Linked DNA regions of Capra hircus: region 2 is linked to region 1. Evidence: chromatin contacts called from public Hi-C data. All regions are on one chromosome and are shown on one strand. Each heading gives the region's core, a stretch centred on a gene start, on an enhancer-like site or on the middle of the called end of the contact. The rest is flanking DNA. Distances are from core to core; before and after follow the strand shown.

Region 1 (4,621 bases), core at 1,398-3,897:
CTGTGGAGTCCCCAGGAGCTTTCTCTCCTGCCCACCCTCGGCGGCAGCTCTTCCTTCCTCTTCACCCACTCACTGGCTTTTGCTCTGTGAGCTGGTCTACTCTGCCCTGTGGTTCGGTTCACTCTCAGGCTTTTTTTAGAGGAGGGAGTTGGCTATGCCAAAAGCAGAGAGAGAGAGAAATGCTGAGAAAAGCTGGGGGAAATCGTAGACTGTCACCAAAAACAAAGCACATGTGTTAAGAGACTGCACATTATGTCTGGCAGTGGACAAAGGCCTTAGTCACATCATCCATTAATCCGTACAACAAACACATTCTTACCACCCGACCCGGTTTTTTAGATGATTCTGATTCCAGAACTTGTGCCCTTAACCACTTTTCAGGCTAGTCTTACAATGAAGGCTGGGCCAAAAATCTACAAATGCCTCATGAAAAAGGAGTCTGGCGGATGAGAGGCTGTGGGCTAGCAAAGAGAAGGCCCGTCTGTAAGGGACACCTGCCACTTTCCCCCTACACCGGGCACACCCTCCTCAGAGGTCTCTCTCCCACCTGCTCCCCTCCTCCTCCAACACAAGGTCTCCTGGGGACAGGGCTGTATCAGTCTGGGGTCCTTCCCCGCTGCTGACAGGGCTGAACCAGACCCTGGGAGACAGAGGGGCCAGGGTGTGTGTGTGTGTGTGTGAGGTAGGGAGAGGGGAGTGTGAAACCAGCTCCTCAGGTTTCAGTAGCAGGAGCTTCGGGTGTCTGGTGGGTTAAAAATACAGAGGCCCCAACTTAGGGTCATTTGATACCAGTGGCTGAGCCTGAAGGCAGGGGCCTAGAGGGAAAGGACCGAGTAGAAAGTAGAGAGGAAAGCATCAGAAAGGAGGACAGGGAGGAGAGGAGGGCTGCAGCTGCTGGAAAGGCTCCGGGTGTCTCTGCAGAGCCAGGGGCGAGGAGAGGGAGCAGGACAGGATGAAGCAGCCTGGTAACTGCAGGAGAGGAGGGGAGAATGGAGCAGGCCTGGGCCTTCATCCCATCTCACACCCGGGGATATGAAAGGTCAGATTCAGGATGAACTGAGTCTAATGTCCCAGTGTCTGTCTCAGTGTCCCCCCACCCCCACCCCCAGAGTGCGCACGGCAGGAGGAGTTGGGGCTGGACATCATCTGGTCGTGGACTTCTGGGTGGGTCTGCCCTTCTCTCCTGTAGTCTTTGCGCGGTGGTAGAGAGCGTTGTTTGGCCTCCCTGACTCCAGGAGATGGGTTCTGGGGTCTCTCCAGCTCCAACATGCCCTGCTTAGCGACATCTGGCCTCTCCTGCTCAACAACAGCTGCCTCTCTTGGATGCACTCCTGCCACATTCCTGAGATATTTTCCTGGCCTTCCTTGCTTAGCTGTGTAAGGTCTGCCCCACGGGAGAGGGGAAAAATTCCTCCCCTAACATAATTTCATGGTGCAAAACACATGCTTGCCCCTCCACCATCAGAGATACCTCCGGGCAGGAATGGGGCTGCCGACTTCGATCTGGCTAGCCTCTCTCTGGCCTCTCTTGTGCCTCAGTTTACCTGTGCATGAGCCCTGGGTGGTGATGGGGCCATGAAAAGGGTCCCTCCTTCAAGGTACCCAGAGTTGAACTCATCCACTCTGCCCTCACCCCCAAGCTGGGATCCAGGAAGCGAGAGGCCCATCCTCCCAGCTCTGTTTTGACGCTTAGTGCACAGGATTAATCAACATCCTTGGTTCAGGGCCCCACCTCCTCACGTTTCCCCAGTGTTAATTTTTTCCCCTTATTCTTTATACCTGGTCCTTTTTGTCTTGTCAAAGACGTAGGAATGAGTAGTCGCAACTTGCTTTCCTTGGAATCATTCATCCTGGGGAAGCCTCCTTTCCACCGTGCCCTAGAAAACCAGTCCCATAGGATCAGAGTAGAGAGTACCAGCAGGAGGCCGCAGCCGAATGACTCTCTCCTTCTCATCTCAGGGCTGTGGGCAGAGAAGCCCCAGATCTGCATCTCCCAGGGTGGCTGTGGGCCAGCACTTCACGCCCCACGCCCCGTCCTTCCCCTGCATTCTCCAGTTAGGAGTGTTGAGTGAAGCAAAGGAAACTGGCTGGAGCTGAGCCAGGGTGCCGGTCCTGGACGCGGCTCCATCTTTTATTCGGGGAATGATCTCATCCTTGGTCTTGGTTCTTTAAAGGGAAGTGCAAGGGGTCTCTTTCCTGCAGCCTGGATTGCATTTGTACTCCCCGCCTTCCTCCACAGGATCAAACAAACAGACTTGACCCAGAGGAGAGCCCCAGGTTTTAGGACTCAGAGGCAATACTGTTCCTGTCCCTCCTTTATGAATGTATCACCAGTCCAACCTCTGACCCGGAATACAGCCCAGTTTCCCTCTCTCTGAGTACCCTTGCCCTCCCTCAACTCTCCCTAATTACTCCCAAGCCTTCCCTCCCCCAGCCCCAGCTTCATTTACCTCCGACTCATCTCATCTTATTTTTAGCTCCAGCTTTTTCCTTTCTTAATATGGTGATGAGCTCTTAGGCCAGTGTGGGGACAGGGGCTGAGGAGCCCTGGACATTGGGTGCGGGGGAGGGGAAGGAGGCTCTGGGAGCCTGGGTGAGAGGTGGTGGAGGTAGGAGGATCCCGGCCCTTGTGGAGCCGCCCTGGCCTCAGAAGGTTATCCGTCTCCCCTGCCAATCCTGGAGACATATTTAGACGGGACCAGGTGGGGGCCGAGGGGTGCCAACCTCAGGGGCAGCTCCGGTTCCCTCCCCGCCCCCTGCTCCTATTCCTCCTCTGACCCTTTTTCTCTTGGCTCTGTCGGCAGTTTCTCCAGGGCCGGCAGGGTCCTCTGTCCACTGCTCTGGGCCATTCCCCACCCCACCCCCACTGTGAGCCCCCAACTCAGGATTTGGGACCCAGGGGCCCCTCCCTACCCCAGCTGACCTCTTCTAGACGAGACGCGCTGACCCAGACCCCACTACCTCCATGAGCACTGCAGACAGGATGGGGGCCAGAGCTGTGCCCGGCCTGCGGCTGGCACTGCTGTTCCTGCTGGTGCTGGGGACACCCAAGTCAGGGGTGCAGGGGGAGGAAGGGCTCGACTTCCCTGAGTATGATGGCGTGGACCGTGTGGTCAATGTCAACGCAAAGAACTACAAGAACGTGTTCAAGAAGTACGAGGTGCTGGCGCTGCTCTACCACGAACCCCCTGAGGACGACAAGGCCTCACAAAGACAGTTTGAGATGGAGGAGCTGATCCTGGAGGTGAGTGATGGGGTCTGCAGGCTGGGAGAGCAGGCTCAGCCCCTCTCTGCACCCCTCCCTCCTACAACGCCACATGGATCTTTGAGGGTGGGGTTGGGGGGAAAGGCAATGCAGCAGGATCCTGCTTCCACTAACAGGACACAAGTGGCATATGACCTTGGCCAAAAGAGAGAGGGATTCAGGAACCCCAAAGTACACCCGTAGCCAGGCAATGGTAGCAAAGAGGGGAGCTGCAGGGAGAATCTCTCCTCCATGCTAGCGGAGGCTGGAAGTACTAGGTTTGGCTAGGACTGGGGTGACCTTGGGGGCACCCCAAAGGGGGTGCAAAAAAGGAAAAGAGACTTTCTTCATGGGAAGGAGAGGAATTGCCGTGCATCCCCAAATCTACTGTCCTAGCCAGAACGTGCCCGTTCTCTACACACTTTAGGGGCTGCACTCCAAAGAGTTCCAAACGGTATAAATAGAAATGTCAATGACATTTTATTTGCATGGCATTGTTTAGTTGCTAAGTTGTGTCTGACTCTTTTGTGAGCCCATGGACTGTAGCCCAGCAGCCTCCTCTGTCCATAGGATTTCCCAGGCAAGATACTGGAGTAGGTTGTCATTTCCTTCTCCAGAGGACCTTCCCGACCCAGGGATGGAACCCACATCTCCTGCTTGGCAGGCAGATTCTTTACCACTGAGCCATCTGAGAAGGCTGCATGTCAGTGATTTCATAGCTAAAGGTGTAATGGAGCCCACCATGCCTCCCACTGGCCTCTCAGGCCCCTCTCTCCTCCCCCATCCCATCTGCCCCTACTGGATCAAGCTGGGCACGTGGACTGGAAAATTTTTGTGTTTGGAGGCGGCTTCACCAGGCCTTCCCCAAATTGTCTTTGTGGGAAGACTCTCCTCACCCGCTAGCTGACCTCAGGCATAAAGGAGAGAGGGCCTATTGTTACAAGAAAAAAGCCCGTGTTTATAAATGATTGGAGACTTGGTCACACAGCCCTCCTGGAGCCGGGATGTGTTGGAGTCTCCTTGTCCAAGCTGCTGCAGCTCCTCCTCTAGCTTGACAGCACAGAGGCCCCAGCCTGCCCAGAGCTTGGAGTATTTCAGGGCAAGACACCAGGATTGCAGGCTCTCAGTTCTGTGTGCCCCTGCCGCATGCTGGAACCTGCCATCTGATTAATGAGCTGAGTATTTTTATCCTGAGTGCTCAGCATCCCTGGCCATCCACCTGCCAACCGTCTCCCTGCCCTGTCCTCCTGAGAATCTGAGCACAGACTCGGGCACTCAGATGGGTAAAGGTGGGGGGTAAAGCTGCAAACTGTGCCCCATGCAGAGTGCATCAGGGTCGAGAGCCTGGCAGGAGGGGGTGGGGTGGGCGGGGCCAGG
Region 2 (4,621 bases), core at 611-3,110, 160 kb after region 1:
ACCATGGCAATGATGATGCAAGAACTGAGATGCCACCTGATCCCCTGCCCCCCAGCCCCCCTCCTCAAACCTCCTTTCCCCTCCAGCTCAGCCCATCTGCTGGCGCCTGGGCACCTGTCTGGGCCTGCCCAGGTGGGATTTGGCACCTCCCAGACCTGGGAGTGGGGAGGGGTGGGGGAGCTTGGGAAAGAATTACAGGACTCCCCTTTGGGAATGCCTTACCCTGGAGAAAGCCCAGAAAAGGTTGATCAGCAACGGGGAAATGGCAGGTGCTTCCAGAAGCCTGAAGGTAGGCTATGAGCCTACTAAGGGCCAGGCCCATGACATGCATTATCTTACTTAATCTCCCTGGCAACCTAAGCGGCAGCTATAATTAATCCCATTTTACAGAAAAGAAAGGTTGAGGTTTAAGAGGGTTTCCCAGGTGGTGCTAGTGGTAGAGAATCCACTTGCCAATGCAGGGGATGCCAGAAATGTGGGTTCAATCCCTGGGTCGGGAAGATCCCCTGTAGAAGGAAATCGCAACCCACTCCAGCATTCTCACCTGGAAAATTCCATGGACAGAGGAGCCTGGCTGGCTGCAGTCCAGAGGGTCGCTAACAGTTGGACATGACTGAGGCTCAAGAGGTTAAGTTACTTGTCCAAAGTCACACAGCTGACAGAGCTTTCTTCACTGTAGCATACAGTCTCTGGAGTCTTCCCAGCCATGGTTCATTTCTGGATCTTCACAAAGGTTCAGGGAAGACGCTCAACAGCTGAGTGGGGAAGAGAACTTTTAGGTACTGAAGCAAAGCCTACTGCCTCTCTGTGGTGCTCCCCTTGCTCCCTGCTCCTGCCACCTTCATCTCACACAAACACACCCCCTCAGATACGCACACACATGCACACGCGGACTGGAGGCAGCTGAGCTATTGATGTGAACTTAATCAATGTCCATTTGCATATTATTTTATAGCTGGTTTCCTGCATTGCTCATCTGATGCCCCAGCATGCTTGGCGCCTGCCTGGGTGCCCTGCCCTCCTCCCCCAATGTCCTTCCCACCCCGGTTCCTCCTCTCTCGGCACTCCTGTGCTCTGCTCCTTTTAGCCTTACCTCTTTCCTCCTGAGAGTCCCCAATTCCCAGTGGGTCCGACTAGGCCAGCCAGCCTAGAAAAACCCTTTGTAGGATCTGCGTCAGGCATCTGACCCCACTCCTCCTCTGGTGATGGGGTAGGTGGAAGGCTGGGGGCTGGATAAGAGGGTGCGGTGAGTCTCAGGGGTGATGAGGGCAGGGGCCTGAACAGTAGCCACGGGTAGCCTGGCAAGGGGGCTGGTGGGAGCCAGCTTTGCAAAGAATGAGAGCTTGGTGAGGGTAAGGGCTCTAGGGTCCTCTTCCGTGCTTTAGTGCTGTCCACTAGCTCTTTTCTGGACTTCCCTGTTAGTACCTTGGGGAGTCTTTCTCCCAGGGAAAAGGAGACAGGGGAAGGGGCTATCACAGTCCAGCTGGGACTCCGAATGGGACCATGGTTTAACCTGGCTTGCCAGGGGCCTCTGTCCCTGCCGCCTCTGGTGTGAGAGACTGAGGGGGTTCATCTGCGATCCTGCCCTGGCTCTCGCCCCAGCCCCACCCCTTCCCCAGCTCTCCATTTCTTGCTTATGAAATATGCATGGAGAACAGATGTCCCTGCTCCCCCACTCCCCGCCCCCCCCAGGGCCAGCCCCCGCCCCCAGCTCCCAGGGGGGTTCCCAGATCTCTCTGCCAATGGCTGCCTGGCCTGACTGTTTAATATTGATGAGAAAGGAGGGCTGGGCCAGCCAATGGAGAGCTGGGGGTGTGTGTGCGTATCTCCATATATATACATAGGGCTGGGCCAGCTCAGGTGTGTGTCTGTGAGTGTGTGTGTGCATGTGAGTGTGGGTGGCTCCAGTACCTGGCTAAGCTCACCACCTCCACCTGGGCCCTCTAATTCCCAACATGTGTACCCCTCTCATCTGCCCTGGAGCCTGTGCAGCCATGCCACGCTGCCCTGGAGAGGTCTAGAAAGCTGGTCAGTAACTTTGCAGACGGATGAGCTCTGAGCAGCCAGAGGAGACTGGGGCTGTCAGCGCTGGCCCCCTGACCTGCCAGTTTGGATCCCCTCACAGGGTCCTCCTAGGTAAAGGGGGAACCACGGGCTGGGAAGGCTGGGCGTGTCCCTCCCGTTCTCTGGCTCAAGTCCTCTCCCAGAGCCTCCCTCTAGTTCTGTCTCGTGCCGTGTCTCCCTGAATCCCTGGACCTCCCTCTTACCCACTTCTCCCCTTGGACTCTTTGTGCCTATCATTCTCAGTGGGGCTGGGGATGGCAGAAGCGGGGCAGGAAGTCCTTCCCCGGATGCTTGGAACTGCAGATCTTCGGAGCCTGGAACTTTGAGAGCAGAAGTGGATTTTGGGGTGAGGACTGACTTGATGGGTAAATAGACGCTGCTGTGCAGATTGGAGTTGGGGAGGACAGTGGGGCAGGTGGCAATGGGACTGGGGTCCGGTTGGGAGCAGATGGAGTGGGCTGAGGGAAGGAAGGGTAAAGTGATCAGGGATGAAGGAATGTGGGGGCCGGGGAGAGGGGGAACCGGGCTGTGACCGGCGTGGAGAACCCGGCACTGAACTCCTGGAGCGTGGGAGTGGGGGCTGCAGCACTGAAGACGTACTGGGAGGCGCTGACCTCAGGGCCTCCTGCGCTGTTGCCGTGCATTCTTCCTGTTCCTTTGAATCCTGGAATGTGGAGTGTGTCCTAAATTTCAGCACTCACCTCCTTCTGTTTTTCTTATGGTTGTGTTTGTACATGCATCAGATGGTGATGATCTCACACCCCTCAACCCTCAGAGCTTACTGTTAGTGAACAACTCGGTTGAGGCTCTTTTCTGCACGGTGGGGCGGAGCAAGGCTGGGGAGTCCTGACCCCTGTGAAGGTCTGCTTCAGGCAGGAGAACTCAGGCTGGTGAGGAAGGGATGGCAAAGGAGCCTCTGTGCTTCTGTTTCTGGAAGTTAGGTCCGCAGAGCCCACAGTGAGTGATCCGCTGTTTCGGCTTGACATTCCCCCAGAGTGAAGCCCTTTCCTCAGCCTTTCCCGGCCCATGTTCCAGCTGCCTCTCCCTGACCTCCTCTGCTCCCAGAGATAAGCAAACCCTAGCCACGCCCCAAACAGAGGTCCCCAAAGCTATCCCCATCCTCCTGTGCAGACCATCTCTGAACTGCCTTTGAGCTGGGGGAGGCTGCGGAATGGAGAGCTGATCACATTCCCTTTCCCCAGTTTTCCTTGCACAGTTGCTAAAAGGGCCAGGGAGCAGCAAGGTCGAGGGTGTTGATGACAGAGCTGGAGGAAGGGGCTGTCCTGGGCAGGGGGACCGTTGCCCAAGGAGCTACGTCCCCCTGATTCTAGCGGTAAGGGTGGTAGGATCTGACGTCTGCTACGGTCCTGTTGTGTGGGGTTTGGGGGCTGGGAAGGACTGAGCTGGGTAGCAGTGCTGAGCTCCAAATGCTCCAGTCCACTCTACAAAGGGCAGTCTGTGTGTTTATCACCCGTACCCCTCCACACACACATCCGGAAGCAGCCAGGGTGGAGAGGGGCCCTGGGAGGGCGGGGGTGGCAGGGCCAAGGCTTGCAACGTTTCCCTCACAACTGGGAGAGGTTTAGAGCCATAGCCCATTTCCCTTGGAGCTGCGGCTCCAGTCTTGCTCAGTCCTCTGTCCTTTTAATTATTAAACATTTTTTTATTGTGATAAAAACACATAACATAAAATTAGAAATTTTAAGCGTATGGTTCAATAATGTTAAGTATATTCATGTTGTTGTGAAACAGAGCTCTGGAACTTTTTCATCTTGGAAACTTGAAACTCTGTAACTTTTTAGCAATACCTCCCCAACTCCTGGCCTCAGACTTTGAAGCATCATTCTACTTTCTGCTAACTACTTAGATACATCATAGAACGTGGAATCAAAGGGTATTTGTATTTTTGCAACTGATTCATTTCACTCTGCATAATGTCCTCAAGGTTCTTCCATACTGTAGCACTGGTGATAGGATTTTCTTCCCTTTTAAGGCTGAATAATATTCCATTGTCAGTATATGCCACGTGTTTTAATCCGTACATCTTTTGATGGGCGTTTGGGTTGTTTCCATATTTTAGTTACTGTGAATAATGCTACAGTGAACATGGGGGTGCAGACATCTCTTCAAGATCCTGATTTCGATTCTCTTGGACATATATACAGAAGTGGGATTGTGAGATCATGTGGTACTTCTATTTTTAATTTTTAAAGGAAACTGCATACTCTTTCCATAACAGTTGCACCATTTTACAATCCCACCAACAGGGCAAAGTGTCCCAATGTCTCCCCATCCTGTTGTGTGTGTGTGTGTGTGTGTGTGACAATAATCATCCTAACAAGTGTGAGGTTACATCTCATTGTGATTTTGATTTGCATTTCTCTGATGATTAGTGATGTTGATAATCTTTTCTTATGTTTGCTGGCCTTTTGTATATCATCTTGGGAGAAATGTCTTCAAGTCCTTTGCCCATTTCTTGGTCAAGTTTTTTTTTTTTTTCATTGAACTGTGGGAGTTCTTTATACTACTCGATATTAATCCTTTATCATCCATATTA

Evidence for each region. A called contact is a pair of places that touch in the nucleus more often than the background predicts.
Region 2: a Hi-C map of blood shows a contact between it and region 1, with 1.7 times the contacts expected there. The contact joins the promoter of NHLH1 here to the promoter of CASQ1 in region 1.

Annotation. Positions count from the first base shown.
Region 1 is chr3:110,439,075-110,443,695 of ARS1.2, forward strand. It overlaps CASQ1 (calsequestrin-1), which reads left to right and starts at 2,648. Exons shown (of 11, transcript XM_005677230.2): 1 at 2,648-3,244. The coding sequence starts at 2,966. All of the region lies in intron 3 of LOC102185883 (a long non-coding RNA gene), which reads right to left.
Region 2 is chr3:110,599,741-110,604,361 of ARS1.2, forward strand. NHLH1 (helix-loop-helix protein 1) reads left to right here and starts at 1,861. Exons shown (of 2, transcript XM_005677219.3): 1 at 1,861-2,136.